Linked DNA regions of Mus musculus: all the other regions are linked to region 7. Evidence: chromatin contacts called from public Hi-C, HiChIP or PLAC-seq and promoter capture Hi-C data. All regions are on one chromosome and are shown on one strand. Each heading gives the region's core, a stretch centred on a gene start, on an enhancer-like site or on the middle of the called end of the contact. The rest is flanking DNA. Distances are from core to core; before and after follow the strand shown.

Region 1 (3,461 bases), core at 264-2,763, 590 kb before region 7:
ACTCCCAGATAATGTACCAATGCAGCAAGCCTAGGGCCAATGACATCATGATAATATGATAACGTTATCATGAATTGTTATCAGATATAACATCCTGTTATCATGTATTCTCATTTCTGCAAAGTCACATGACCTACATTGTAGCTCTCAAGTCACTATCTAGTTAAGTCTAGGTTAGACTAGGTTGGATATTCTTTTATAGTCTCTTAGGAATCCTTGCACTTTATTTCATATCATGTAAAGTTACTTGGATTAGATGCTTGGCTGGGTAAATATTTAGTTCACATCTATCCTTGATAGTAGAGCAAGGAAACAAACTGAAAGCAACTAACAGATGTAAATCTCAGAATCCTAGAAAGGTTGCTTAGTAAGTGCTACTTTTACTTGCGCCTCCAATGAGTGGAGCAGGGAGGAAGCTGGTCCTGGAATGTCAGACTTTGTGGCATCAAGCCTGAGTGATTCAGCGAATAGCTGAGCCACCAACAATTGTGATGCTACAGAAAGTAATTATTGCCTAACTGATTTGTACAGTGGTTACTTTACTGGAAAATGAGTTGATTGCCGTCTCTTTTGAAACAAGTTTATAAGATAAAGAAGAGATAAACAAGAATGGCAATGGGAGCTCTGATATAAATGTGGAACTTGGATCTGAACACAATTGACTAAGCATGTCCTTGTCCTTGAATGGCACAGTAGAGCCAAGGTGGGGGTGGGTGGGGGGGTGGGGCGGGGGGCTGAGGAATGTTCTACATCTTGGTAACCTTGATCAGATAGAATGTGCCAGCATGTGTTTCCTAGGAAGGTATTTTGTTTGTGATTTGTGTGACTTGCTTGCCTCTCATGTCCTCTGGAGGTGTGACTGCAGACTCCATCCCAGGCTGTGGTGGATGTCCTGTTCTTAACTGAAATCTTCCTTTTCCCAGAAGATGCCCAGAAAGGACAGATTTGCTTTCTTTCTGTCTTATCCTTCTCATGTTTTCATAACACTTTTATCAGTTTCTTAAGGAATTCTCAACAAAGTGCCCCCAAACTGGGTCACATGCTGTCATCATTTACTCTTTCTCCTCCTCCTCTTCCTCTTCTATTTAGAGAAGAGGATCTCACTTGAGGGATTTTGCAGATCTGATTGGCTTATGGGCGTGACTGGGGGTGGGGTTGATTGCTAGTTGGAATGGAAGGGCTCAGCTAGCTATAGACAGTAGCATTACTTGGGCAGGTGGTCCTGCACTCTATAAGAATGCTCACTCTTTGTCAGGAGGTGGTGGTGCACAACTTTAATCCCAGAATTTGGGAGGCAGAGACAGGCGGATTTTAGAGTTTGATGGCAGCCTGATCTACAAAGTGAGTTCCAGGACAGCCAGGACTATACAGAGAAACCCTGTCTTGAAAAAAGCCAAAAAAAAAAAAAAAGAAAAGAAAAAGAAAAAGAAAAGATTGCTCACTCTAAGCATGGGTCTTGGAGTGAGTCAGCTCTTCTCTATGGTTTCTGATTCAGGTTCTTGCTCTGACTACCCTTAATGACAGACTGTAGCCCATAAGCCCTAAGTTGTTTTGGATCACACCAATAGAAAGGAAAGTAGAACACATCCCTTCCCAGAATAGCTGACTTCCTGTCCCCCGGGAACTGTAAGAAGGAGGATTTTTTTCTCTCTCTTTAGATTCTAGGAGGCCATCATTAGAGTAGATCCCACAGTCTTGGTCTGTCATAGGTCAAAGGAGCAAAACAAAGATTGGGAGAACTCACTCTTGAGACCACAATCTGGTTTTCAAGACCTTTGCCTGAAGGTCCATTCTATTTTTGCAAGTCAAAGCAAAACATATATATCAGCTTTCTCCTGCTCTATGCATTCTGTCTGGGATAAGGTCTCATTTTTGCTCCCAGGCAAATGCAAGCTAGCAAGAACAAAGGTCATGTTCACAGAAAGTCAAAAGAACGAGAATCTCATCAATAATGTAATGGCTAAAAATCTAGATAAATATTACCATCATTGAATGATCTCAGGTCTCTACAGGTCTTTGTGACCTGGCTTAGCTTTCCAGCAGCCTGGTGTTTAGTTTCTTCCGATGCTGGGCGCTTTCAGGAATAACAATATATTCCTCTGAGTTGCTTGTGGATCCCAGATCCCGAGGTGTATCTATCAAGAGGTCAAAAGTTCATTTCCATTACAGGAATAAAGATACAAGAGTCTTCCTGACTGAGCTGGTCTCTGATCCCTCTGGCTCCTCTCTCCTCAGGCCGAGGTCATTACAGCTGAACATAGTGAACAATGTGTCCTTGGAAGCAGCATTCTTATTGCACCAAGGAATCTGCTCCATCAGGGGAAGGAATACAAGGAAATTTAAAAATCATCGTGCACCGGCTGCTTACAATTTGTTGACAAATAAGTAGGAGAGTCAGAACTTATCACTTTTAATTCAGAATATATCACCCTGCTCCTATAGGCCCAGCTCAGTGGGAGAAGGGGCAGTGGAAATAAACAGATATAAGGTGAGGTATTGGCATCAGACAGCCTTTGACCAGAGACGGATTATGCTTTTTAATGAATGTCGTGAAGTTGGTGAAGTTTGAATACCATTTCTAAGGGATATAGATCCAGGAAAGCACTTCTTCAGTTGTATGCACTTTTGTTTTTGAAGTAGAAACATCACTGAAGAAAACAGCTCCCATATGTTCTCACTTTGAAAATTTAGAATAATTAGTGTGCTTTAACGAGTCAGTAGATCTGTCTTCCATGTGAGCACCATACGGCACATGCAGTAAATTGGTGGTTTTCAAGTGTCGCTGGCAAGCCTTGCCTGGGACTGAAGCTCAGGTGGGTGGAGGCTGTGACAATGGGAACTTATTTATTCTGCCTTAAGTAGGTGGCTGCGTTTTTGCACTGCTCTGGTTTGCCACAGATCATAATAAACAGCTCATTACCAAGCCCCCCTTCACAAAACCCCAAAAGAACACAGTGAATGTGTCAAAAGGAAATAAATATTTACTGAAATAACTGACAGACTCACTCACAGATATATGCCAACTTCATGTTTGTATGTGTTATTTTTACTGCATTTTTTTCTCTCCAAGCCTTTCTAGAATGTCTTTTTTTCCTGATGGAGTAGCTTCAACGTAAACTAACTTCTGTATAAACTTCTTGCCCTGGTCTTTATCAATGTTTGGGACCTTGTTTCATAAGCAGGGAAGCCTGTCATGGATTTTGAAGTACTTTTGAATTTTTAAAACAACCTCTTATTCTAAGGCTTAAATCTAACTGTCCAGAGGTCAAGGTTGAGTGAAGTGCGTTTGTTTGGCTGCCTTTTTATCTCTTCTACAACAAGCACCAAATTACTATGCATCCCTGCAGAGCTGACGACCCTCAAATGGGCATGCGTTCAGTATCAGGGGTGTTGAAACACTGTAAGAGAGAACAGAAATAAGAGGCTGTGTCTTACGTGAGGACCAAGGCAATCTTATCTGA
Region 2 (3,630 bases), core at 244-2,743, 570 kb before region 7:
CAAGCCAGTCCCAGTAGCTTTCTCTTCTCACTGCCTGTGGATCCATAGGTAGAACACCTAGCTACTTCCCCAGCACCATGTCTTACTACATGCCATCATGCTTCCTGCTATGATAGCAATGGACTAAACCTCTGAAACCATGTCAGCCACAGTGAAATACATTCCTTTATAAGAGTTGTTGTGGTTATGGTGTCTCTTTCCAGCAGTGGAACACTGGGACAGACACCTAAGTAGTCCTAGGCTATATAAGAACTAGGTGAACAGAAGCATGGAAGTGAGGAAACAACCAGTATTCCTCCATGGTTTCTCCATCAAGTTCCTTTCCTAAATACTCTCAATGATGGGATGGCACGGAAATGTAAGCCAAATCAACCCCATCACTCCTCACAGTGTTTTGGTCATGGTGTTTGTAAGCAACAAACTGAGGCTAGAACACTTGGCTCTCTCCTTTTATAGATGGAGAAGCTGTAGCTCACAGGGCAGGGTAGGAAACAATAGCTTGAGATACACCTCACTCAGTCCTAAATGGGATGTCTTCATCAAACTCCTCCCTTTAGGGATCAGGGATCTATGCAAAAGAGGAGGCTGAAAGATTGAAAGAGATGGGATGGATAACACCAGGGATCCAGACACAGCAGGACTGATGCACATATTAACTCACAAAGACAGCTAGTACAGGTTCCAGCCATATGGGTCCCAGTGAAGTCTCACTGAGTATAGTAACTACACTGAAGGGCAGGGCCCACACCTGGAAATAGATGGCCAACACAAAATGATGTCAGTAGTATTGTTCTAGACTTTTAATCTCCTATGGCTTTGTTTTAGGTGTTTTGGGTTTTTTTGATTGTATATTGTGGTTTCTGATTTTGTTTTTATGAGTTTTATGTACATGCGTTTCTTGTGCTCTTTTGTTGTGTTGTTGTCAATTTTTTTTTTAATTTAAAGACAGGTTTGCCTACCTGTTTGTTTTTTAAAGAGAGACAACGAAAAGGCATGGAGTTGGCTGGGAAGGGTGGTTCGGGAGGATCTGAGATCTGAGAGGAGTTCGGGGAGGGAAAACTAGGGTCAGAATATAGTATATGAAAAAAGATCTCTCTATGAGAAAATCTTGCCCCATGGGTTTACCTAACACTCTTTCATATTCTCTCTTCTCTCCTCTCCCCTCTCATACTTGGACTCACACCCCAAGTCCTGTACATTTCAGGCAAACGTTCTATCAGTGAGGTAAAACCTTACCCCACCTGCCCTTTACACTGTATGCTTAACGTCTTGGTTTTATGGGTCAGTGACCTGGTGACCCGGGATCTGAGGTGTATGAAAATCTTGGGCACTCTCCAGCATCCCCAGCTGATACTGAGAGAACAGTTAAAGTGCTGAGCCCTCCTCACTGATCACAAAGTAGACTTTAATTAGTAGGAGCGGCTGTGCTCACCCAGTAGGGTGCCGGGGAGTCTGCTTCAGAAATAAAACCTCCAGCACAGAAAAGGAGAAAAGGGGCAGCTGGCGCCAGATGGTGTGGAGCTTTAGGTGGTGTGCAGTGAGCCATTTCTGACTCAAGAAGGTCTCATAGGGAGCTGATCTGTGCTAGGCGCCGCTGCCCCAGGGCAGCCCCTGGCTTTCTGTTCAGGGACCTCTGTAGCAAACGTTTCTCTAGTAGTTCTCTGCCAAAGAAGAGGCTTGGACGGTTCCTCATTGGTTAGGAAGCAGAGTGGGAGATCTTTTAGATCTCCTGAAAAGACTGCAGACAGAGGAGTTCTGGAAAAACACTGAGTGTGGGCATCTCGAAGCCCACAAAGTGACATTGAGGACTCTGCCTAGGTTCTAGAGGAATCTGTAGAACAAAGATGCCCCCGTAGACTGTTGTGAACTTGGACCTCTGAACTTCTTGGCGCTGTACCAAGGTCATTCATAACCTTTGGGGCAGTGCAGAAAAACCTGAAAACAGGAAAAGAAGGTATTAGGGACACATGGTCAGGCAGGCAGTTCCTCCTCTGAAATCTATGCTTCCCTCGCAGGAAATTTGCAAATAGTGTTCAACTCCCAGATATCCCTGCTCCAAGGTGTATCCTTTCTTAATTCCACAGAATGTACTAATTGTTGTGTGCCAGGCACTACTCCACATAAAAATGATACAGTCCAGGGGTCTTGATTCCTATTCATTTTCTCTGCCAGTTAAAGTGTTAGCATTCTGTCTAAACTCCACCCCACAGTTACCTGGAAACAGCCAGGTAGTCCTGGCCCACTATAAAAGGAGTTGCTTGCCTCCTCTTCTCTCTCTCTTGCTCCTTCTACCTCTCTCTATTGCCTCTCTTACCTCTCTCTCTCTAGCCTCTTGCCCTCTTGCTCCCCTTCTCTCCCTAATTCCTTTTCCCCCCTCTCTCCACGTGATCATGGCTGGCCTCTACATCTCTACTCTCTCTTTCTGCCTTTCTCTGCTTCTACTGCACTTTTAACTCCCTTCCCCATATCCTGAATCAACTCTATGGCTGGTGCCTCAGGGAGAAGGGGTGCCTTGGCATGGGCCCTGACCCTTACCCCATATTTCACCACACCCCATAGAACATATCTCTATACCTCTCTCTATCTTTTTATAAACACATCATAAAGAATGGAAAGGCAGGAAATCTCAAGCTCAACAGGTAACAGCAGAAAAATCTCAAGCAGGATACCTGCAGACAGAATCATCATTTGGAGACAGGTATTTTGTGGGGGAGGGGATGAGGAAGCACAAAAATGTAGCAGACACAGAGAGAAAGACCCTGCAAAGCAGAATGGAGAGTCAGAAAGTCTAAATATCCAGACTCTTCTCACGGGCTGAGGCTTGTAATGTCTCTGAAGAGTTTTTTGTTTCCCCCCTGATTTAGAGTTGGTCAGTTTAGTGAAATCTAGAATAGTTGATTTTTACACAACTGTTTAGTAACATGTCTCAATCCTGCCCCTCTTATTGAGCCAGTCCATGAGCAGGCCACCTGCTGGGGGGAGCTGGTTGCCTACAAAGCCTTTGTTTTAAACTGCCAGGCTTTTGTCTTGATTTTGGAGGAAGAAGTCAGCCATCTTGGAAGTTCACTCTCTTTATTACTAGCACCTTTCTCTATCTGCCTGTCTGCCTGGGAATCCATGCCATTCCTGTTCTCTCAGTAATACAATAACAAATGAGATCAATATTAAACATGTAAGTACATCAGATCAGTTTGGAAATTAGGAAGTTGTGGCAAGCACTCACACACACACACACACACACACACACACACACACACACACACATTTCTTAGGATCCTAGAGAGGGAAGAATTTGAGAGAAAAGTCACCATTTTTGTTATTATGATAAACCAGCCATCTCTGGGAACATGATGTTGAGATTAGGCCTTGATGCTTAGAAAGCCTTCTGGGGAGAGAAGTAGATACCCCATGGTAAGAGACATTGGTAGGAACCTGCAGGCACAATGGTTTTATGTGCTCACGAAGCAGGCCAGAGGATGGTGAGGATATGCAGGGATTAAGTCTTGGGGTGGTCAGGGCGCATTGTGTTCAGCCCAATTGCCATAAATATGTTGTCAGATCTTAATTCATATCTTAATCTATATCTGTTGGGTTCAGGATGGACCACAAATAGAAGGACAGGAGCTTAAG
Region 3 (3,769 bases), core at 159-2,658, 890 kb before region 7:
GAGCTTCCAAGGCCAAATGCCTGTGCTTCTCTGTTTCAGGAGCTGGTACAAATCATTTAAATTAACAGCAAAACAAAATGATTAAATTCATAAAAATCGATTTCATATGTATGAGTGCTTTGGTTGTGTGTTGTCAGTGTGTCACGTGTGTGCTGTGTCTGTGGAGGCCTCAGAGCCCCTGGGACTGAGCTACCATGTGGGTGCTGGGGATCAAACCTGGTTCCTCTGAAAGAGTAGCTAGTGCTCTTAATCTCTGAACCATTGCTCCAGTCCCACAAATGTGATTTTTAATGTCTTACCGAGGAGGTGGCAAAGGAGTCTGTGAAAGGAAACAGAACCAGGAGTTAAATTCACTATTTTTTGGGCAGGACCACTGATTAAAATTTTCCTCCTCCCCCTCCCCTCCCCTCCCCTCCCCTCCCCTCCCCTCCCCTCCCCTCCCCTCCCCTCCCCTCCCCTCCCCTCCCCTCCCCTCCCCTCCTCTGTTCTCCCCTCCCCTCCCCTCCCCTCCTCTGCCCTCCCTCCTCCTCCTCTCTTCTCCCCTCCCCTCCCCTTCCCTCCCCTCCCCTCCCCCTCCCCTCCCCTCCCTTCCCCTCCCCTCTCCTCCTCCTCCTCCTCCTCCTCCTCCTCCTCCTCCTCCTCCTCCTCCTCCTCCTCCTCCTCTTCTTCTTCTTCTTCTTCTTCTTCTTCTTCTTCTTCTTCTTCTTCTTCTTCTTCTTCTCCCTTCTTTCTTCCCCCAAATTCTCCCTTCTTTCTTCCCCCTTCTTCTTCCCCCTTCTTATCTTTCTTCCCCCTTCTTTCTCCTTTTCTTTCTTCCCCCTTCCTTCTTCCCACTTCCTTCTTCCCCTTTCCTTCTTCCCCCTTCCTTCTTCCCACTTCCCACTTCCTTCTTCCCCCTCTCCCCCCTCCCTTCTCCCTTCTCTCTTTTCTCTTCTCCCTCCTCCTCCTCTTCCTCCTCCTCTTCCTTCTTCTTCTTCTCCTCCTCCCCTCCTCCTCTTATTCTTTTGTTTAGGACCAGAGGACGGAGGACGAAGGAGCGAGGACTTATGCTTGCCAGGCAAGCACTCTACCACTGAGCTAAATCCCCAACCCCAGAATGTTTTGATTTACCAATGAAAAGGAAAAAATGATTGAAATCCCAGAACACGGTTTCCCAGTGACATTTAAGCTGCATCTTGCTGTGTCTGTATGTCTGCGCCTTTGAAGAGTAACAAGTACATTTTAATATTTTTCACTTACCTTGTTTATTTTTGTGTATTTGAATCCTAAAACATAAGACAGAGAAGACCATGAGCCCGGTGGAAAACTGGAAAATGTCATCAAATACTCTGGAAAGGACTCTGGACAGCTCAAGCGCGGTGGAGAGCTGGTCTCTGGCAGGTCTTGCCCTTCTCTCCTTTCCCTTTGTCTTGCTAAAACCCATTAGATTACATTCCTAAAGCTAGCCACCAGGGTGCTTTCCCTTCCCTGTTCACTTCCTCCTCCTGAGGCGGACTACCAAGGTCTAGCTATCAGAGCCCCCTCTGGCTCACCCAGTTAACATGCCCAATTAAAATTAAACACATCATAACAGTGTTTGCCATTTTACCTTTATAAACTGTTATTTTTCTATGTGCCACATTTGCCTCCTCTCTGTCCTCTGTCTCCCAGTGACAAATACCCCTCCTCCCTCTTGCTTGTTTCCTTCTGCTTCTTTCTTATCCTCTTTTTTTCTGTCTTTGTCTCTTATTCCCTGGCCTCTGTCCCTTTGGGCCAAATAAATGTCCTAAGTGCTGAGAACTTGGTCTTGGGGGTTGTGAGCCAATTCTTTTCCTTTCAATGCTTACATATGCTTCTATAGAAACCACTCCTATATTCAGTAAGATTGACGGCACTCTTAATGATACTTATTGGGATCTGATCAGTTGCCAGGCATGATGCTGAACCCTTTAGTGTAGGGATCTATTGCATTCCCACCCACCCTATCAGAATGAAGCATTTAAGATGCGGGGAAATTAAACATTCCACAAGCTAGAGAAACAGAAGCAGATCACTGTGAGTGGTGTGACTCTTAAGGACCCACGAACATCACCCTCTCACTATCCCTCATCCTTACTCTTGGAAACCACCTTGCACTTCCTGCTACTATGAGCTATGCAGTTTCACGTTTATCTATGTGACTGCGTGCAGCATTGCATCTGTCTGTGTCTTTGTCTCACCCAGTGTATTGTCTCCAGACCCATATATGTAGTCACAAATGGTAGGCTTCCCTCCCTTGTGGGACTGAGTAAAACTCCATTGTATAGATGTATACTGTCTTTTTACCCAGGCAGGACAGACAGATTGCTTCCATGGTTTGCTTTATGGATAATGCTGTAGGGAGATGGAGTGGACATGGCTCTTCAAGATCCTAACAATGCCTTGGATGGATACGACAGGTTGTATTCTTGGGTTGCAGGATCTGATTTTACGTTTTAGAGGAAATACTATACTGTATACTGAAACACTATGCCCAGATGACTATGCCAGCATGAGTTCTTGCCAACAGCAGGCACTGCCCTGCACCTTGTGATGTCACTTTAGATGGGGAGCTCATACTTAAAGCATCCTTCCTCATTCTAGGAAGCTTTCATAGTAAGCATGGTAGACCTTCCTGATGCCACGTGTGTCTATTCTGTGTCTCTATTAGAATTCTGGGCTTTCTCAGGCATTGTTTAGTATTCTTGCCACTCTCGTAAAATTTTAGTAGTAATTCTATGAACAACAGCAACAAACCACAGGTGTCCAGCGCGTGGCCTCGGGCTGCTTGTGGTACAGGGTAGCTTGCTATGTTGCAGTGTCATGCGACATAAATGTACGTCTGCACTCACAAGCCACGAGCCTCAGGTTGGACATGGATTTCCTGTGCAGTTCAAAACAATGAAATTTCTTTGCCGTGTGTTGCATAGAAAAACCAAAGGCCTGGGCACCCCTACACCCTGTCAGCTACAGCAAGCAGGTATGCCCGCAAGTACCCAGTGCTAGGGGCTGCTCCACACTGCTGGTTTATCCATCAACATCCCACAAGGCAAATGGTCTGGGTGACCTTAAGGGTAAGCACACTGAATCACACAGGTGAAGGAACTCATCGCATGGCTATCAGCTCTTGAGACAATTCAGCTAAAATCCTGCAAGGTTCTTTATTTTCCAGCAGGGGGGCCTTGTTTAATAAGCAGCAGCAGGCACAGAGCCTCCATGGGCTGCACCGGGTCCTCTGAGTATATATCATAGCTTTCAGTTTAGTATTTTCATGGGGGCTCCCGAGTGTGTGAACGGATGGGTCTCTGTTTCTTGTGTGTTCTCTTGAAGCTCTTTTCCTTCTGTTGGTTTGTTTTGTCCAACTTCAATGTGATCATTTTTGTTTTATCTTATATACTGCTTTGTTGTTTATTAAAACATTACTAATTTTTAAAAACTTTGAGGCACAACTTTTGGTGCACACTTAGGTTCTACTGTGCAATAGGAGGCCGGGGGGGGGGGGAATTTTGGTTACTTTTCCGATGAAGTCCACAGATGCTCTCTCCAGTGCTGGGAAGAGTTTCTTGTCACTCAGACCAGAGGACCTACAGGGTCTACCTTGAGGAATTTCCCCTCCTAGTGTGAGGAGGTGGCTGGCATGTCTGCCCTCTAGTGGCCAATGCTGTAATCGGCAGACTGGTCCTTCCATTTTCAAAGTTTGGTGCTCCCAGCTCCAGCCAGGGGTCTTGTTTCTGAGGAGTGATTGGGGAAGAAAGAGTACAGAGCATATCTG
Region 4 (3,460 bases), core at 952-3,451, 960 kb before region 7:
TGGGCACTGCTTTTCCAGGCCCAGAAGTCAAGAGTGTGGCAAGTCTCTATGGCTCTTCCTTTTCTTTCAGGCCTTGTTAGCCACCGAGGACAAGTCTCAGGACTTCAGGCCCGTGGTGTAGACATCTATGCTTGGAAGCCAGGGCTGCGCCAACGGGCCTGCAACAGAGTCAGACACTTGGGTGTAAGTCTGGGATCTGCAAGATGTGGTCTCTTGGATATATTTATTGAAGAAAGGGCAAAACAAATCAACCTTCTAAACGCTTCTCAACGGCAGCCAGTCTAAGCTTAAAAAGGAGGGCTTCCTGGGAACCTAAACGAAATGGAGGGCTTCCTTGCTGGAGTGGGGCTCACGGCTGATTCAGAAGCCTTCCCAGGCTACCCTGTGTTACCCGCTCCTACCCATGACCCTACCCATGAAGGGACAGTAGTCTGGATTAGATAGTCTCCAGCCACTTTTCTGCAGGTGGCTGCGTTTGCAGGGTAGCAACAGCATGCAGTGGAGATCAAAGGCACTTTAGGAACAATCAAGGCAGGGAGAATCCTCACTGGGAAGGACCCCCACTTACCACAGTGTCAGCAGACTTGGTCATGAAAGGCCGGCCATTGCATTGACTCAGAGGATCCAGGAGTGCCTAAGGAAAATGGCAGCCCTGGCAGTGACAATTATGAACCTGCCCTTTGTTCTGCCTCTTGCACACACACACTGTCCCAGACCCTCTTACTTAATGGCAGATAGACAAGAAAGAAAATATAGCTTTCTTTAAGTGGGCTGAAAATTAATGACTGCCATCCAGAGGAAGCCAGGAGAGAAGGCAAAGCCCCCCTTTAGTCTTCAACAGCCACCAGCATAACAGGGCCGGATACATCAGATGCCCCTGCCAGGGCTAACATAACAGATTCAAGAGAAAAACATATTTTAAATAAATGCACGCCTTCGATAAGGATAATGCCTGCAATTTAAAAGGCTGAATATGGCACTCCAAGCATATTAATATTTCTGGGCTTCCAGAATCCTTGGGAAGGGCATACTCTCCGGTATAGTCCTGGACTGGGCTTAACTTTGTATGTGTGACTTAGCGGGACTGAGACACCTTCCCAAGCTAGCTGGCTACTCTTCTGTAGCAAGTGTTGCAAGCTCAGGGTGCTCGGGGAATTGTCTTCGAAGGTGATTTCAACTCTAAACTTAAGGTGTAATGTTTTAAGAGCTCAAACACAACATTGAGTTTGGGTTGGTAGGCTATTTTTCAATAGGACAACGTGCTTGATGGTTCACTTTTAAAAATTGATAAATATTGTTGGTATTCTATATTTTTTAATAGCAGAAGTAATTTAATGGGGGTAGATCAAATACCCAACAAACAAGAGGAGTTTGGTATTTCCGATCTTTTGGTTTTCCCTTTTCGGGTCATAAACTTTGCATTGGTTCTTTCTCCTTTTCTGCACCCTTTCCTTAGCCTTAATCTGCACCCAATCTCTTAACTCCAGGCAACAGGATCAAACTGAAAGGCTGCGATGGAGCTGTCGTGCAAAAGGTGACATCAAGACTCATCCCACCCAGAATCAGGTCTTCTGTGGACAGGCCCACCCCGACACCCGCTCCAAAGACAATGCCAGCGTGGTCCTCAAGTTTATTGTTGGCGCGCTCGCAGGGATGCACGCTCTGCCCGGCGAGGCCAGGGCGCCTTGTGGCGCTGAGCGAGGTGCGAGTGCGAGAGTCGCACCGTCGCGTCCCCTCAGGGCCGGCCGGTCACAGATGGGGTGTCTTCCAAACGCTGAAAGCCAAAGCCGCGTCAAGCCAGTCTCAGAGGCCGAGAGGCTTTAAAAATGGCCTCCTGACGACACTTCCTGCTCGGGGCCGAGGCATCTTTTAAAAAGCCGGCTCAACCGCCCGGCGCGACAAGTCGCGGGGCTGAGCCGGCGCTGCACAAAGGCCGCAGGGTGGGCCGTGGGTCTCCGACCCGATCCGCCTAGCCCGGAGGCGCGCACGCGGAACCGTGGAGCCACGCCCGGCCGCGCCCGCCCAGGTCCCTACCGCCCCGCACCACCACTCACCCGGACGCCGCGGCACCGCACGGTCCCAGATCCCAGCGGACGGACAGGCGTCTAGACCGCCGGCTACCGCCCGCAGACCGCCGCCGCCGCGCCCGCTGTAGGTCCCTACCCGGGGGGGCGGAGTCGGGCCGGCGGCGCGCGTGCGCAATGCGGCGCGACTGCAGCGGAGAGGCGGGCGCCTGAGGTTGCCCCTTCACTGCCCCTGGGCTGTGGGCTCTGAGCTTGGGGGCGATCGCACCCACTGGGTGCAGTGTTTGCATCCCTCCGTCCTGCACACTCTGCAGCTTCCTCTGCAAAGAACTGAGTGCGTTTCTCTTTGGGTTCAATGGACTATCCATGGGCGCCTGGCCCTCCTTGGGTCCTGCGGAGGGTGGATTTGGTGCCTGCCCTCAAGGAGCTTGAAGTTCTACAGTTAAGTAAGTGAAGCGACAACAAATGGGCTCAAGTCTTCAGCCATCACAGCTTCAAGGGGCGCCCTAGTGAAGGAGATGGGCCTGCAGCCCTAGATTTGGATACAGCTAGCAGCTGGCTTAGGCATAGAAGCTTCGACGAAGTCATTTCTAAAGCTAAGGAAGATCATATTTGAAGGCTAAGGCCTCATCTCGTGCACGTTGTGACAGTCAGCAGGGAAAGGATTGATGGAGAGACAGTCAGAAGATGCTATGAGCTCATTTAGTGTGTGGGAGTTTGTGTCTATCTCCTAAGTTTCAATGTCTGCAGGTAAATGGTCCCTTTTCACATTAGGTTCATACCTACAGTCTACTGGATAAAAGACAGTCTTAAATAGTCCCACTCTGAGGGAAGAAGGGAATCATAAGGCTAGTGGGCTCACAATAAGTGAAGAAGGGAATCATAAGGCTAGTGGGCTCACAATAAGTGAAGAAGGGAATCATATGGCTAGTGGGCTCACAACAAGTGACTTTGATGCTGCTTCCCAAAAAACCAAAACTGTCCCTCAGCAAGGTTGCATGGGAGCAGCGTCACTGTGAAGTGCAGATCCTTCATGGGCAATAGGCAGACGATTCCTTCAAAGCTCTGCAAAAGAAGCCAAGACTGGACTCCAGTTCCTTCCTCTGGGTGGGTGGCAAAGATCAGCGCCTAGATGTCAGTTGGATGCTGGAAAGAGATGGCGGGCTTTGGCAAAATCCAACCTGGAGGAGTGGAGTTTGGGAAGAAGAGGTAGTCACAATGCCAGCTGCTGGGCAAGCTCCCAGCCCCTGAAAGAGCAGGTACCAGACATAGAAAGTCTGGGCAGAGATTCTTTGCCTTGCTCTATGAGACAATGCCTTTGACCACACCCTAAGCTATCTTCCTGTTTTAGGGTCTTATTGCTGTGAACAGACACAAGGCAACTCTTTTTTTTTTTCCCCTGAGACAGGGTTTCTCTGTATAGCCCTGGCTGTCCT
Region 5 (3,839 bases), core at 109-2,608, 990 kb before region 7:
AACTCTGACACATCAGTCATGCATTGGTTACAGTGAGCAAGTGGCTCAAATCTGCAAATTGCCTTTCTGTTTTCTCTACTGAAAATAGGGCAAAGCTCATCAAAAAAATTTTGCATATAATTATGAGGAAAAGATGACTGTACAGGAAGGGCACTAAGGAGGAACTGCATTTGAATTCGGTGAGGTGCATGTTTCTGGAAGCTGTGCATGTACACATGAGTGCAGGTGCAGGCTGGAGCCAGGGGTTAATATCAGGTGTCTTTCTCAATTGCTTGTCACTTTATCTATCTATCTATCTATTTATTTATTTATTTATTTATTTGAGACAGGGTCTTTTACTGACCCTGGGACTGGCCAGCCAGCAAGCCCTAGGGCTCCCCCTAGCGCCACCTAGGAGGCACTAGGATTACAGGGTTAGGTAGCTACATGATGGCCTTTTATGGAGGACTGGGGACCCCAGGCCCTCAAGCTTATACAGCAAGGGTTTTACAGAATGACCTGTGCACCTACCCCTCCTCAGCAGCTTTTCATTTTAAAAGTTAAAATGTCTCTCCTAACTAGATTTTTTTTCATCTTTGTACTTAATTTACTATTTGCAAATTTATATTGTATTTTTAAAACTTCACAATATATATGTGAAGTTTTCCATAAAACTACCTCTGCCCTTATCCATAGTGTTAGGTGAAAACAACAACAACAACAACAACAGCAACATCATCAACAACAACAAACTAGACACTTGGGCAGACACTAGAGTGTAGCAGGTAAAGATGTTTTCCTCCAAGTCTGACACCCAGAGTTCAATTCCCATCACATGGTAGTAGGAGGGGACTGAGGCCTGAGAGTTGTCCTCCGACTTACACAGACACTAGCTGTGCCATGTGTGCCCATGTCTTTGTGTTCACAATAGTAAATATAATAAACATTTAAACCAGACATATAAGGAAGGAGTTTTCTGGGTGAATGGAAATCATTGGCTGGAACATAAGGAACTGTGAATGCCTCATTTGCATGGAGAAGTATCCTAGGAATCCCAGGTAATTGGGTGGGTCCTTATTAGGGAAAAGGAAGTTTAACTTGTAGGTTCACTAAGGTCTTTGTGACCTTGCTCACCTAGAGGGTGTGGGGATCAGACGTCTCTGATAAGGTCAGGCAGCGAAGAAGCCCTCCTGGAAAAGGGAGTCAGTCCTCCATTTTGCTCCTAGCTCAGAGGCGCTCTCCAGACACGGTAGACTACTACGACCTTAAATAGCCCGCTTTCCCAACATGGTTTGAATGAGAAATGTCCTCTAGTGGCTCCTATATTTGACAGCTTAGTCCCCAGTTGGTGGTGCTGTTTGGGAGGGTATGGAACTTCCGGGATTTGAGGCCGAGGTGGAGGAAGCACGTCGCTGGGGGTGGGGCCTTGAGAGCTGATCTCTCAGCTTCCTCCTCCTGCGGTTATGCCTCCCCTGCAGGTTTTGGGCATCCAGCCCTCTGGAAACATAAGCCAAACTCTTCCCTAAGTTATTTCTGGTCGTGCTATTTTATCACAGCCACAGGAAGGTAAATCATGTGTGTGTGTGTTCCAGGGACTGAACCCACTCGGCCACCTTGCCAGCCCTAACTTGTTTATCCTGATCAGCTGTTTCTTATTCCTAGCCTTCTTGCACATCTCATTTTCTGTCGTTTCTAAGAAATACCATCAATTGGCAGTGATAAATTTTCATTTACTGGAGACATTTCCGAATTCTAAATGGTAATTACGCTCCGAGTTCCTCAGTGAAGTTTCCAATGAACAAGGACCAGGAAGGAGCCTTTTCCTCCTGAGTGTGACACGCAGGCCTTTACAAGACCAGAGTTTGTGTAGGACCAGAGTTTGTGTAGGACTGAGACTGGAAGGAAAGGAACGAGTCATTTCCAGGATTCCTAAGACAAAGAGTGAGGGGGTAGGTCACAGTTCTCCAAAGACACGAATTGCTCTGACCAAGTAAGTCTCTTGGAGACAAATTAAAGACAACAGAGCCGGGCTGTTGGGGCTGGGCTGGAGACGGGGCGGAGTCCTCGTACCACCTGCTGAACACAGAACACCTGCCCAGACTCCCTGGTGGGTGTTGGAGTCAATCACAGACCAATTTAGAGACTCCAGGGACCTGTCCCCTCTGGCTGCTTGTAGGAGTTTGTTAGAAACTACTATTCAAAACCAACTGAATTGAGGCTAATATGGAGTTCCTTTCCTTTCCTTTCCTTTCCTTTCCTTTCCTTTCCTTTCCTTTCCTTTCCTTTCCTTTCCTTTCCTTTCCTTCCCTTTTCCCTTTTCCCTTTTCCCTTTTTTCCCTTTTCCCTTTTCCCTTTTCCCTTTTCCCTTTTCCCTTTTCCCTTTTCCCTTTTCCCTTTTCCCTTTTCCCTTTTCCCTTTTCCCTTTTCCCTTTTCCCTTTTCCCTTTTCCCTTTTCCCTTTTCCCTTTTCCCTTTTCCCTTTTCCCCTTTCCCCTTTCCCTTTTCCCTTTTCCCCTTTCCCTTTTCCCTTTTCCCTTTTTTTCCCCTTTTCCCTTTTCCCTTTTCCCTTTTCCCTTTTTCCTTTTCCCTTTTTTTCCCTTTTCCCTTTTCCCTTTTTTCCCTTTTCCCTTTTTTCCCTTTTCCCTTTTCCCTTTTTTCGCTTTTCCGTTTCCCCTCTTTTCTTTTCTTTTCTTTTCTTTTCTTTTCTTTTCTTTTCTTTTCTTTTCTTTCCTTTCCTTTCCTTTCCTTTCCTTTTTTTCTTCTTTCTCTCTCTCTCTCTCTCTCTCTCTCTCTCTCTCTCTCTTTCTTTCTTTCTTTCTTTCGAGTACATTGTAGCTGTACAGATGGTTGTGAGCCTTCATGTGATTGCTGGGAATTGAACTCAGGACCTCTGTTTGCTCCAGCCTGCTCCCTCCAGCCCCACTGGCTCCGGCCCAAAGATTTATTTTCTTTAGACACATCAGACAGGGGCGTCAGATCTAATTACGGATGGTTGTGAGTCACCATGTGGTTGCTGGGACTTGCACTCAGGACCTTCAGAAAAGCAGTCTGTGCTCTTAACTGCTGAGCCATCTCTTCAGCCCTGGAGTTTCTTTTTAAAATATAATTGATTTAATATTAATTTTATGTGCATTGATGTGAGGGCACCAGATCCCCTGGAACTGAAGTTACAGACAGTTGTGAGCTGCCATGTGGGTGCTGGGAATTGAACCTGGGTCCTCACAACTGGTGCTCTTTTCCACGGAGCCATCTATCTCTCCAGCCCCTAGAATGGAGTTTCTTCTATGTGCAAATCAATTTCATTAAAGTCTGAAGGTTACAAATCTATAAGGTTATTTTATATCACTTTAAGAAATGGAAATGTTGCTTCCACAGTTGCTACAAAATGCAACTTCTCTCTCTGTGTGTATAGCACATATACAGTTCATTTCCTGAGCAGTATGCTTATTTTTTGTGTATATCTTTGCAATCTATTACATATACTGTCAAAAGAGATGGAAATATTAAACTGTGCAGAATATGTGACCAGTACATGTTGGAAGACTCTCTGGTCAACATAACTCTACCCTAAAGTGATGGATTCCAGTTGTAGTGTGTGACATCTCGTCAATCAGTGATATTAACACATCTCCAAATGTTAACAACACAGACAGTTTGTTTCCAAGGAACATTCTTCATTCATAGGCAGAGGGTATTATATATATATGGTTAGGGTTAGGGTTGTAAATAAAAGCATCAGAGATGTTGTGGTTTGAGTATGCTTGGCCCAGGGAGTGGTATTATTTGGAGGTGTGGCCTTGTTGGTTCAGGTGTGTCACTGTGAGTGTGGGCTTTAATACCCCCTTCCTAGTTGCCTAGAAA
Region 6 (3,728 bases), core at 68-2,567, 790 kb before region 7:
CTCACGTTCCCACCCATGAATTTAAAAATTGTCTTGATTTATAATGTTCTTTGTTCCATTACCATAAAAATTCCATGTCATTGCTTTCATGTTGGAACATTGTATTCGAGGATCTATGTTCCTAGCCCACAGTCACCCACATTTAGCTTTAGAACAAACTATCTTTTATTCCCCTTGAGGCAAAAGCTGAGGGTTTTTTTTTTTTTTTGCATCAACAATACATAGTCTCTTACAACTAATTAATACTTAAAGTTTTTGAAAAAATAAAGGAAGGAAACGAGGCCTTGTGAAAGATGGTGGGAAATCATTTCACAGTTCTTCTTCATTTGCTTCGCTTTTGCATCTTGGTGGGTAAAACCCTTCAAAACCGCATGGATGTAAAGCTGGAAATTGTTTTATTCTTCAAAGGATTTTTGTTCAAGCAAACAATAACAGTGACAATGGGGACACAAATGCCTGTAATTGCAGCCGGTCACCGAGGAAGTGGTGCAGGCCTGGTGCAGGCCATCAAAAGCCAGCCCTTCTGTAGGGCCTTTAAAAAGCCACCAGCCCAATTCAGGCCTCTATTCTCCTCATTTTGCTCTGTAGTTCACTGCCACCCCCGCCCGCCCCACCCCTGGAAAAAAAGCACCCATCAATAGAGAGACACAGGAAATTAAATTTCACCATTCACTAGAAATAGTCAAGCAATTATCTCTCCAATTACTCAGAATCAGTTTTAAGGAACAAAAGTCAAATTATCAGTCAGTTTAGTGTTCTTCTTTCCATTCAAACCTGATAGAACTTCCCCAGCTGCTCTCATTACTTATGAACATCCATCCGGTCTCTCGTCTCCTTTTGTGTTTGTTAACAGGCTCAAGTCAGATTGCACCTCATTTAAGGATGACCCTTCTAGAGCAGACGCTCACTTCAATTTTTGTTCCTGTGACAGTAAAGCCATTTCTTCCAGGTTTAACACAACCATCAAGCCATCACGAAGCACAGCACCTTGACCCTCCATCACAACAATGAAATAGCAAGACCACACAGTAATATCTACTTTATGGAACTAGGTAGACAGAAATCCAACAGAATCCCACCTAATGCTCCGTCCATCTTCACATTCATGCGATAGAAGGTTGAACAAGCAATGGAACTCCCAAGATTCAGCCCTTGAGCCATTGTTTATGCTTGGGTGGGATTGTTGGCTAATGCAGCTATTGAACTCCATACGCAACCTCAGTAAGCTCTTTGATTCAGCAAGATAGACTTGGATGTAGTCATTTCTTTGAACTTTGCTGCCTTATTGTTGGGTGAGAGATATTAGTGGGTTCAAAGGTCACTGGGGATAGTTTCCTCCCCCTACCATCTGAGGCTTATCAGACAAGGAACTGAAATACCAGGACTGATTAGAAGACTGGAGATTTCTGGCCCTGGGTGGGGACATGCCTATCTGAACTGCCTGGAAGTCTTAAGATCATTGTCTAGTTGGAGGCTTTCTGGTAAAGAACAATGAACCCAAATGGGACTGTAGTCACCTGCACAGGAAAATGCCCCTCAGGAAAACCTGCCAGTTCTAGAGATTCCAGAACTACTATGAAAGCCTGCTTAAACTGTGGCGCAATGGTCTGTTTGGTCAGTGTCTACTCTCACCCTTTGAGGGTATTCTCTGCTCCACAATGTAGTCTCTTTGACTACATTGTCCATTCTTGGCCCTTGAGAGTGAGCTCTGCTCTGCAACAATCCCTTTAGCCATTGCTCACTCCTGTTCCTTGAGAGTGCATCCCTTTACTCTGAAGTAAACCATGTCTCCATTCCTCACTGCACTCCATCTTATCTGAATTCTTTTAGTGCCTATCTCAAGGACCAGGGAGCTGAGATGAGTGCAGAGTCACATCCTGGTGACATTATTTGGGACAAATAGATATTTATTTATATCTCCCCATGAAAGCTCATGCAACAGCCGGTCCACAGAGTAACCATGTGATCCTCTCTGTTCTCCCGAATCCCAGTACATACCTAGTGGACTTCTTTGCTTGCACACTAGGATTCGTTCATTTATTTCCATTCTCACCTAGAATGAATGATCCGCCATCATCCAAGAAGTTATATAAACCCAAAACTGAGCTTTAATATCCAACAGCATAGGCCTTGCGAGTGTAGTAATTGTTATGTATAAAATAAACATACGATCTGTTCTAGGCATTGAGTTCTGTTAAATATAATAAACTAAAGCAGTAGCTCAAAGTGATTCTCTCTCTGTCTCTGTCTCTCTCTCATCTCTTTTGGTTATCAATTTGTTGGATTCCTCTTGGGTTCTTTGGTGCTATTCTATTGAGAAGATGCCTCAAGAATGACCAGAATGCATGCTAGAGATGGCTTGTTGGCAGTCATGTCTGATGCCTAGTGCCCTAGCCTCACAGTCTCTTTTGAGCTCTCTGTGTTGCATGGTGATGATAGCACACAATCTGGGTGGTTGCTGACTCCCTAAGTAGAAAGTAGAGCTAAATGGATATTTAAATGAAATCCCTAATCTTGGTGCCAGGTCTCTTTCATCACATTCTGTTGATTAAACTATCACATGATCATGCCGTTTATAGGAAGGAGAGAAGACTCATCTCTGAAAGGTTTGATTTCAGGTAACAAAAGCAATCATAACAAAAACAAATGGGTGGAAATATTGTCATGATGTTTGCAAACCACCATTGGCTTCGTGTATGAAAGGCTCCCTCTTTGTATGGAAGGCTCTCTCTCTGTGCTGTCCACAGTGCTAAACACATTGTGTTAAGCCATTTGACATTTTCGACAGTGCTTTGAGAAAGCTACCATTGCTATCATTTTTACGTAATAGTAAGAACAGCACGAGAAGTCAAAATACGTGTTTATAGTCTCATAGCTAAAGAGCATCAGAGAGAACATGGCCATCAGACTGTTCTAGAGTCTGAACTCTTAATCACAGAAGTATTTAGTTGCTCCACTCTGACAACTAAGCAAATGTTTGACTTTAGTATCTGCTTTCATGGATTAGCTCACAGAATTCCTTTTACACTTGTAAAATTGCAGGAAAAATATTTCATCTCTTAGAAATGAATTGAGAAGGATAAAAACAAGAATGAAGAACCAAGTGGGAGGTGCTCAATCTCAGAGGCTTGTTATTTAGCAAGTGACTATGTCTCCTTCGCTCTTTGTGAGGGTCTCTTAAGCAGGAAACTCTAAGCAGCTAGACCTCAGACCTCAGACCTCAGACCCCGGGGACATCCCCCTTTTACTTTCTGATTGGTACATTTTCCAGGATATCTAGTTTGACATTGATTTTTGTCTTTGCCATGAAAAACTGAAGGCTTTTACCACTTCAGTCTCATTTGAACATGATCAACTTTCTCTGGAGTCCACTTTCTTACATCTCATCTGCTAGGGAAAGCTGACCCTAGACCGGATACAGACATTCAAGTGAAGGCTGGCTAGCCTTCTTTGAGTCCCTGACATAAAGACAAGTTTCAACATATTTATTTGTTAAATTCTATGCACTCATTACGACCTGTCAATGTGATGTAGTTCCCCACTGGCCTCTCACACTAGATCCCAAAGGTTGCTGTTTTCCCTCTGATTTCTAATAATAACGTATAGCATCTTAGTATTTTGGCTTGACTCAATTAATTTTGTTAAATTTGATCATGACATGTACTTTTTGGTAAAGGAAGTGTAGTAAATATGGTGTCATAATTTATTTTTCTGTTGCTCTGATAAAC
Region 7 (3,500 bases), core at 814-3,313:
TGTGTGTGTGTGTAACCTTACGTAATACAACAGTCCATATCAATGTTATTTTCCCAATTCAGTGAATGTAAAAATCTAACCATGTTGAAAATAAGGAAGGGCAGTCCAATGCATTGTACCTTAAGCATTCATTTGGAACTTTAGAAGGTCGGAATAATTCTAACTGTACTCACTTTTGCTGGGAAAGTAGAAAGCAAGACTAATTCCTGGTGTCAAAAGGAATTAGTACTTCAGAAATGTGGGGGTTGGGGGTGCAGAGTTGAGCTATCTCAATCTCCTTTTGTGAAAAAAAATAAAGTTAAATATAGAATTCCTGGAATAAACTCCTGGGTGGAAGCTGGTAATTGAATTTCAACAAATACAGTGAGCTTTGGGAGCAAAGCTGAGACCACAGTACCTTGTGTCCCCCACCCCCACCCCCAAAGCAGCTGGTCAAATACCCAGGGCTGGGGCACCTGGGGACTGCGCTGGAGATCTGCTCCCACCCGGATTGGGGAAATGGCTGGGAGGTGGGGCAGCCTGGGTGCTGGTGGTACTTTCCTGAGAATGCTGAGCTCAGACTGAAGCAAGGGCGAACTCTCTCCTCTCCCTTATTCACGGTCTCCTCTACTCACCCCAGCTCCTGGCTAACAAGAGACCTCCTCTGGGAAAGCAGCTTCAAGACTGTGGATGCAGAGTTGGCTCCTTGGGATCCCCCCAAAAGCATCTTAGCATAGTTAAGTATAAAAATAGCCCCGGGATAACGCGGAGGGAAGAGGAGGAGTAAGTCTCTCGCGCAAGGCAAAGCAAGAATACCACAGCTTCTGCGTTGTGTTGTGGGGGTTGGCGAGGAAGGGTGCTACTCCTGATCCAGAGGAGAACCCCGTGTGTGCAAGGAAAATAAAGTGCCTCCTTTAGCTTAGATTGTGCCATAAAGAGTCGGAGGCACCCACAAATAATTGCTAAGTCTGGCACAGCCCACCAATCCCTGGTAGGCATCTGGCTCCAGCACTGGCTTCTCCATCCTACTACTGGTTTGAGCCCCAGGTTCGGAGAGCTGGCTTTCCAGTTCCAGGAATGGCAGGGTCCAGAGGAAAGCAGCGGAGTCCACTGCTCTAAAAAAGCGGGTGTGTATGGCACACCTGAAGAGGTCAGGCTCCGAGCGAGCTGTGCACTTTCTAAATACAAGCTTCCCAGGTTCGTGTACGGACATCCATTATCCACTACCCTCCCCCATCCGCCTCCTCTATCGGTGGTACTCGAAATAGAAGCCGAGGTGGGAAAAAAGTAAAAAAGTAACACGAAAAAAAAAAAAAAAAATAACAGCCGTATGTAACTGGCTGTCTTAATACCTAAGGTCCTGCCTGTCACCTTCTTCTTCGAGTACCCCGGGAGATGCTCAGTCTCCCCATTATTGCTACCAAATGCAAAGGCAAACTAGACCAAGGCTTCCACACCCGAGATGCCCCATTCCAGAGGGACTCCTGTTAGCTGTCCCCTGGCCCAATTCTCCGCCCTAGGTGGTACCCGGGCTCAGCCAGCGCTCCACTCTAGCTGCAGTTGCCCAAGGTCCTAGAGAGAAGCTGTGGCGCCGAGCAACGGGCAGCGACGACCCTCTCGAGTCATCTAGGGACATAAATCCAGTCTTTTAAGAGTCAGAAAGTCTGGTACCTTATAGTCCATCTCGCGAATTCTAGAGGTGAGGTTTCGGAGCAGGAGACAGGAGAATCAGATAACCCCGAGTCTTGCCTCCAGTGGAGTGTGTTCTACCTGCTTTAGCCTTATCTCACCTTGGGCTTTGCACTTGAGTTAGTCGGAATACCAGAAGAAGGTGCCTAGGCAGCCCTCACCCCTCACGCTCCGCGCTCACCTGAGTCGCGTACCCGTCCAGCCGGTCCGGCGCCCTCAATCCTCTCTCCGGCCGGGCCATGGGCAGCACCGCCGCCAAGTACCTGCGCCCTTTGGAGCAAATTCACACTCACCCCGGGACGGGCGAGCGGTGAAGGGACACAGGCACTCACCGAGAGAGACCCGGCGGTGACCGCAGCTCCGGGCTGCAGCGCACTGAGGACCTTGCAGGCAGGCGTTTTGGTGCCGGTTCTACGGATGGGAGGAGCAGGAGGAGGAGCAGGAGCCGGAGGAGGGGACAGTGGAGGCCGGAGCTCGGGGAGAGCGCGGAGGGCAGAAGAGGATCTCGAGCGCCCACTGCTGCCTTGTTGGCTCTGGTACTGCCCCGAGTCCCGCCTCCCAGCGAGTCCCTGAGCGCCGACTTCCAGCAAGCCAGTTAAGCACCCGATTTCTGCGCTTTTGGGTCCCGAAGGAGCCGGCTCCGCTCACCCAGTACCTCGGCTCCTCGGATTTTAGTCTAAAGGGAGAGACCAGCGCAGTCTAGAGGGTGGGGCGTGTGGCTTGGGTGACTTTATCCACCTTGCAAACCCTGGACTCCTGGTCGGCTCCCTGACCCCTCTGGGTCCGAACCTTGGGCCCATATGACCGTTATCCTTTTCATAAATTCTGCGTGGTCCCCAAGACCTTCGCAGTACCCACGTGTGTTCCCACCCAGCGTTCCTTACCAGCAGGTGACTCGCTTTAGGCGCCTGTGCTCGGTGCACAGACCGGGAGGTCTCTGGAGCCGGTAGCTCCATCTTGCGCTGCAGCAGGGACAGGAGCCACTTGAAGAGGTGGCTTCAGAGTGTGCTTTGTCGCCACGGAAAAACCCTCTCTCCAAAACCCTCTCTCCTTCGGTTTCACCTCAAAAGGACCGACTTAAGGCGAGCCCGAAGAATTCAGCTTTCCTTTAGCAAAAGTAACTAGGTTGGCAAATTTCACCTCTGAAACTAATCAAGTTTTTCCTGCGTTCCAAAGCTGAGAGGTTTTGTGAGAGAGCCAACCTGCATAGTGTGACTCAGTTTAAGATTTGGAGGGCGAAGGAGCTGGAATCTCCTTGGAGACACTGGATTGCTTCAGCCCAGAGCAAGTCGCCTTCCAAAGCAGGTTACCAGAAGAAAAGAGGAGCAGGCAAGAGAGAGAGAGTGTGTGTGTGTGTGTGTGTGTGTGTGTGTGTGTGTGTGTGTGAAAGGAATAAGAAAGAAGTAACCAAATTCAAATCAAAAGAACTTCTTTTAGCTACTTTAATATCTTCCATATCTTAAAACTCAGAATATAAATATTTACCATCTATATTTCTAGAATCAACATTTTCCTATCTAAGGGGGAAAATTCCTTTGGGAAATTGACCTCGTAGCTGGTGCAAAGATTAGCGTCAGTCCTCTTAGAAGGCAAACGGATGCCCAGTTTATTGTGGCTTATAAAGCAGGCAACATCTTGGAGAGCTTAGCCAAGTTTTCCTTTTCAATGATAACTTATTAGAAAATTTAATGATTCTGGCTACTTATTCTTTGAATAAATGTAAAGTTGATATGCCCATTTCAGGTTAAAAAGGAAAAAAAAAAGTGCATTCACAAAAGCCACTTTAAATCTGCATTTGGAAAAGTCAATTTAAAGTTTACTTTAGATTTAGA

Evidence for each region. A called contact is a pair of places that touch in the nucleus more often than the background predicts. HiChIP or PLAC-seq counts read pairs in DNA pulled down with a chosen protein or histone mark. Capture Hi-C pulls out chosen DNA fragments and counts their contacts.
Region 1: an H3K27ac HiChIP or PLAC-seq map of extraembryonic endoderm stem cells shows a contact between it and region 7, with 9 times the contacts expected there. The contact joins the enhancer-like site here to the promoter of Hs3st1 in region 7. A contact is called at or near these places in 15 of 484 Hi-C or Micro-C datasets (Sertoli cells, cerebral cortex, cortical neurons and 8 more), 11 of 115 datasets of contacts at active chromatin or transcription factors (the 230-238 cell line, bone marrow-derived macrophages, craniofacial prominence and 7 more) and 2 of 9 other capture datasets (adipose tissue and liver).
Region 2: a Hi-C map of cerebellum shows a contact between it and region 7, with 2.4 times the contacts expected there. The contact joins the enhancer-like site here to the promoter of Hs3st1 in region 7. A contact is called at or near these places in 1 of 15 datasets of contacts at CTCF or cohesin (pro-B cells), 9 of 484 Hi-C or Micro-C datasets (Sertoli cells, brain, cerebellar granule neurons and 5 more) and 9 of 115 datasets of contacts at active chromatin or transcription factors (the 230-238 cell line, astrocytes, embryonic forebrain and 5 more).
Region 3: an H3K4me3 HiChIP or PLAC-seq map of embryonic stem cells shows a contact between it and region 7, with 6 times the contacts expected there. The contact joins the enhancer-like site here to the promoter of Hs3st1 in region 7. A contact is called at or near these places in 3 of 39 promoter capture datasets (the SN4741 cell line, liver and pre-B cells), 1 of 484 Hi-C or Micro-C datasets (bone marrow-derived macrophages) and 14 of 115 datasets of contacts at active chromatin or transcription factors (the 230-238 cell line, craniofacial prominence, embryonic basal ganglia and 9 more).
Region 4: a promoter capture Hi-C map of pancreatic islet shows a contact between it and region 7, with 9 times the contacts expected there. The contact joins the promoter of Zfp518b here to the promoter of Hs3st1 in region 7. A contact is called at or near these places in 9 of 39 promoter capture datasets (the 3T3-L1 cell line, cranial neural crest, frontonasal cranial neural crest and 5 more), 6 of 484 Hi-C or Micro-C datasets (adipose-derived mesenchymal stem cells, cerebral cortex, cortical neurons and 3 more), 12 of 115 datasets of contacts at active chromatin or transcription factors (astrocytes, bone marrow-derived macrophages, differentiating embryonic stem cells and 8 more) and 2 of 9 other capture datasets (adipose tissue and pancreatic islet).
Region 5: an H3K27ac HiChIP or PLAC-seq map of embryonic stem cells shows a contact between it and region 7, with 4 times the contacts expected there. The contact joins the enhancer-like site here to the promoter of Hs3st1 in region 7. A contact is called at or near these places in 5 of 115 datasets of contacts at active chromatin or transcription factors (differentiating embryonic stem cells, embryonic stem cells, neural tube and 1 more) and 1 of 9 other capture datasets (embryonic stem cells).
Region 6: a contact with region 7 is called in an H3K27ac HiChIP or PLAC-seq map of extraembryonic endoderm stem cells. The contact joins the enhancer-like site here to the promoter of Hs3st1 in region 7. A contact is called at or near these places in 3 of 484 Hi-C or Micro-C datasets (extraembryonic endoderm stem cells, group 2 innate lymphoid cells and immediate neuronal precursor), 11 of 115 datasets of contacts at active chromatin or transcription factors (bone marrow-derived macrophages, differentiating embryonic stem cells, embryonic fibroblasts and 8 more) and 2 of 9 other capture datasets (liver and pancreatic islet).

What each region holds. Positions count from the first base shown.
Region 1 is chr5:39,050,243-39,053,703 of GRCm38.p6, forward strand. No RefSeq gene overlaps it. Among named protein-coding and RNA genes, the nearest start is that of Gm46937, 30 kb to the right of the region's middle. Within about 2 kb of position 1,514, at least 7 of the 459 cell types and tissues checked have an H3K27ac peak or open chromatin away from gene starts, as enhancers often do. A contact at or near this core is called in extraembryonic endoderm stem cells and granulosa cells, where this site is marked.
Region 2 is chr5:39,075,273-39,078,902 of GRCm38.p6, forward strand. No RefSeq gene overlaps it. Among named protein-coding and RNA genes, the nearest start is that of Gm46937, 4.9 kb to the right of the region's middle. Within about 2 kb of position 1,494, at least 26 of the 459 cell types and tissues checked have an H3K27ac peak or open chromatin away from gene starts, as enhancers often do. A contact at or near this core is called in cerebellar granule neurons, cerebellum, cerebral cortex and 1 more, where this site is marked.
Region 3 is chr5:38,751,528-38,755,296 of GRCm38.p6, forward strand. Clnk (cytokine-dependent hematopoietic cell linker) reads right to left here. Exons shown (of 19, transcript NM_013748.3): 9 at 1,240-1,265; 10 at 300-319. Among named protein-coding and RNA genes, the nearest start is that of Gm22779, 54 kb to the left of the region's middle. Within about 2 kb of position 1,409, at least 5 of the 459 cell types and tissues checked have an H3K27ac peak or open chromatin away from gene starts, as enhancers often do. A contact at or near this core is called in embryonic stem cells, where this site is marked.
Region 4 is chr5:38,682,625-38,686,084 of GRCm38.p6, forward strand. It overlaps Zfp518b (zinc finger protein 518B), which reads right to left and starts at 2,202. Exons shown (of 3, transcript NM_001177902.1): 1 at 2,055-2,202; 2 at 1-158.
Region 5 is chr5:38,654,378-38,658,216 of GRCm38.p6, forward strand. No RefSeq gene overlaps it. Among named protein-coding and RNA genes, the nearest start is that of Zfp518b, 29 kb to the right of the region's middle. Within about 2 kb of position 1,359, at least 14 of the 459 cell types and tissues checked have an H3K27ac peak or open chromatin away from gene starts, as enhancers often do. A contact at or near this core is called in differentiating embryonic stem cells and embryonic stem cells, where this site is marked.
Region 6 is chr5:38,849,009-38,852,736 of GRCm38.p6, forward strand. All of the region lies in intron 2 of Clnk (cytokine-dependent hematopoietic cell linker), which reads right to left. Among named protein-coding and RNA genes, the nearest start is that of Clnk, 26 kb to the right of the region's middle. Within about 2 kb of position 1,318, at least 9 of the 459 cell types and tissues checked have an H3K27ac peak or open chromatin away from gene starts, as enhancers often do. A contact at or near this core is called in extraembryonic endoderm stem cells, where this site is marked.
Region 7 is chr5:39,642,568-39,646,067 of GRCm38.p6, forward strand. Hs3st1 (heparan sulfate (glucosamine) 3-O-sulfotransferase 1) reads right to left here and starts at 2,064. Exons shown (of 2, transcript NM_010474.2): 1 at 1,850-2,064.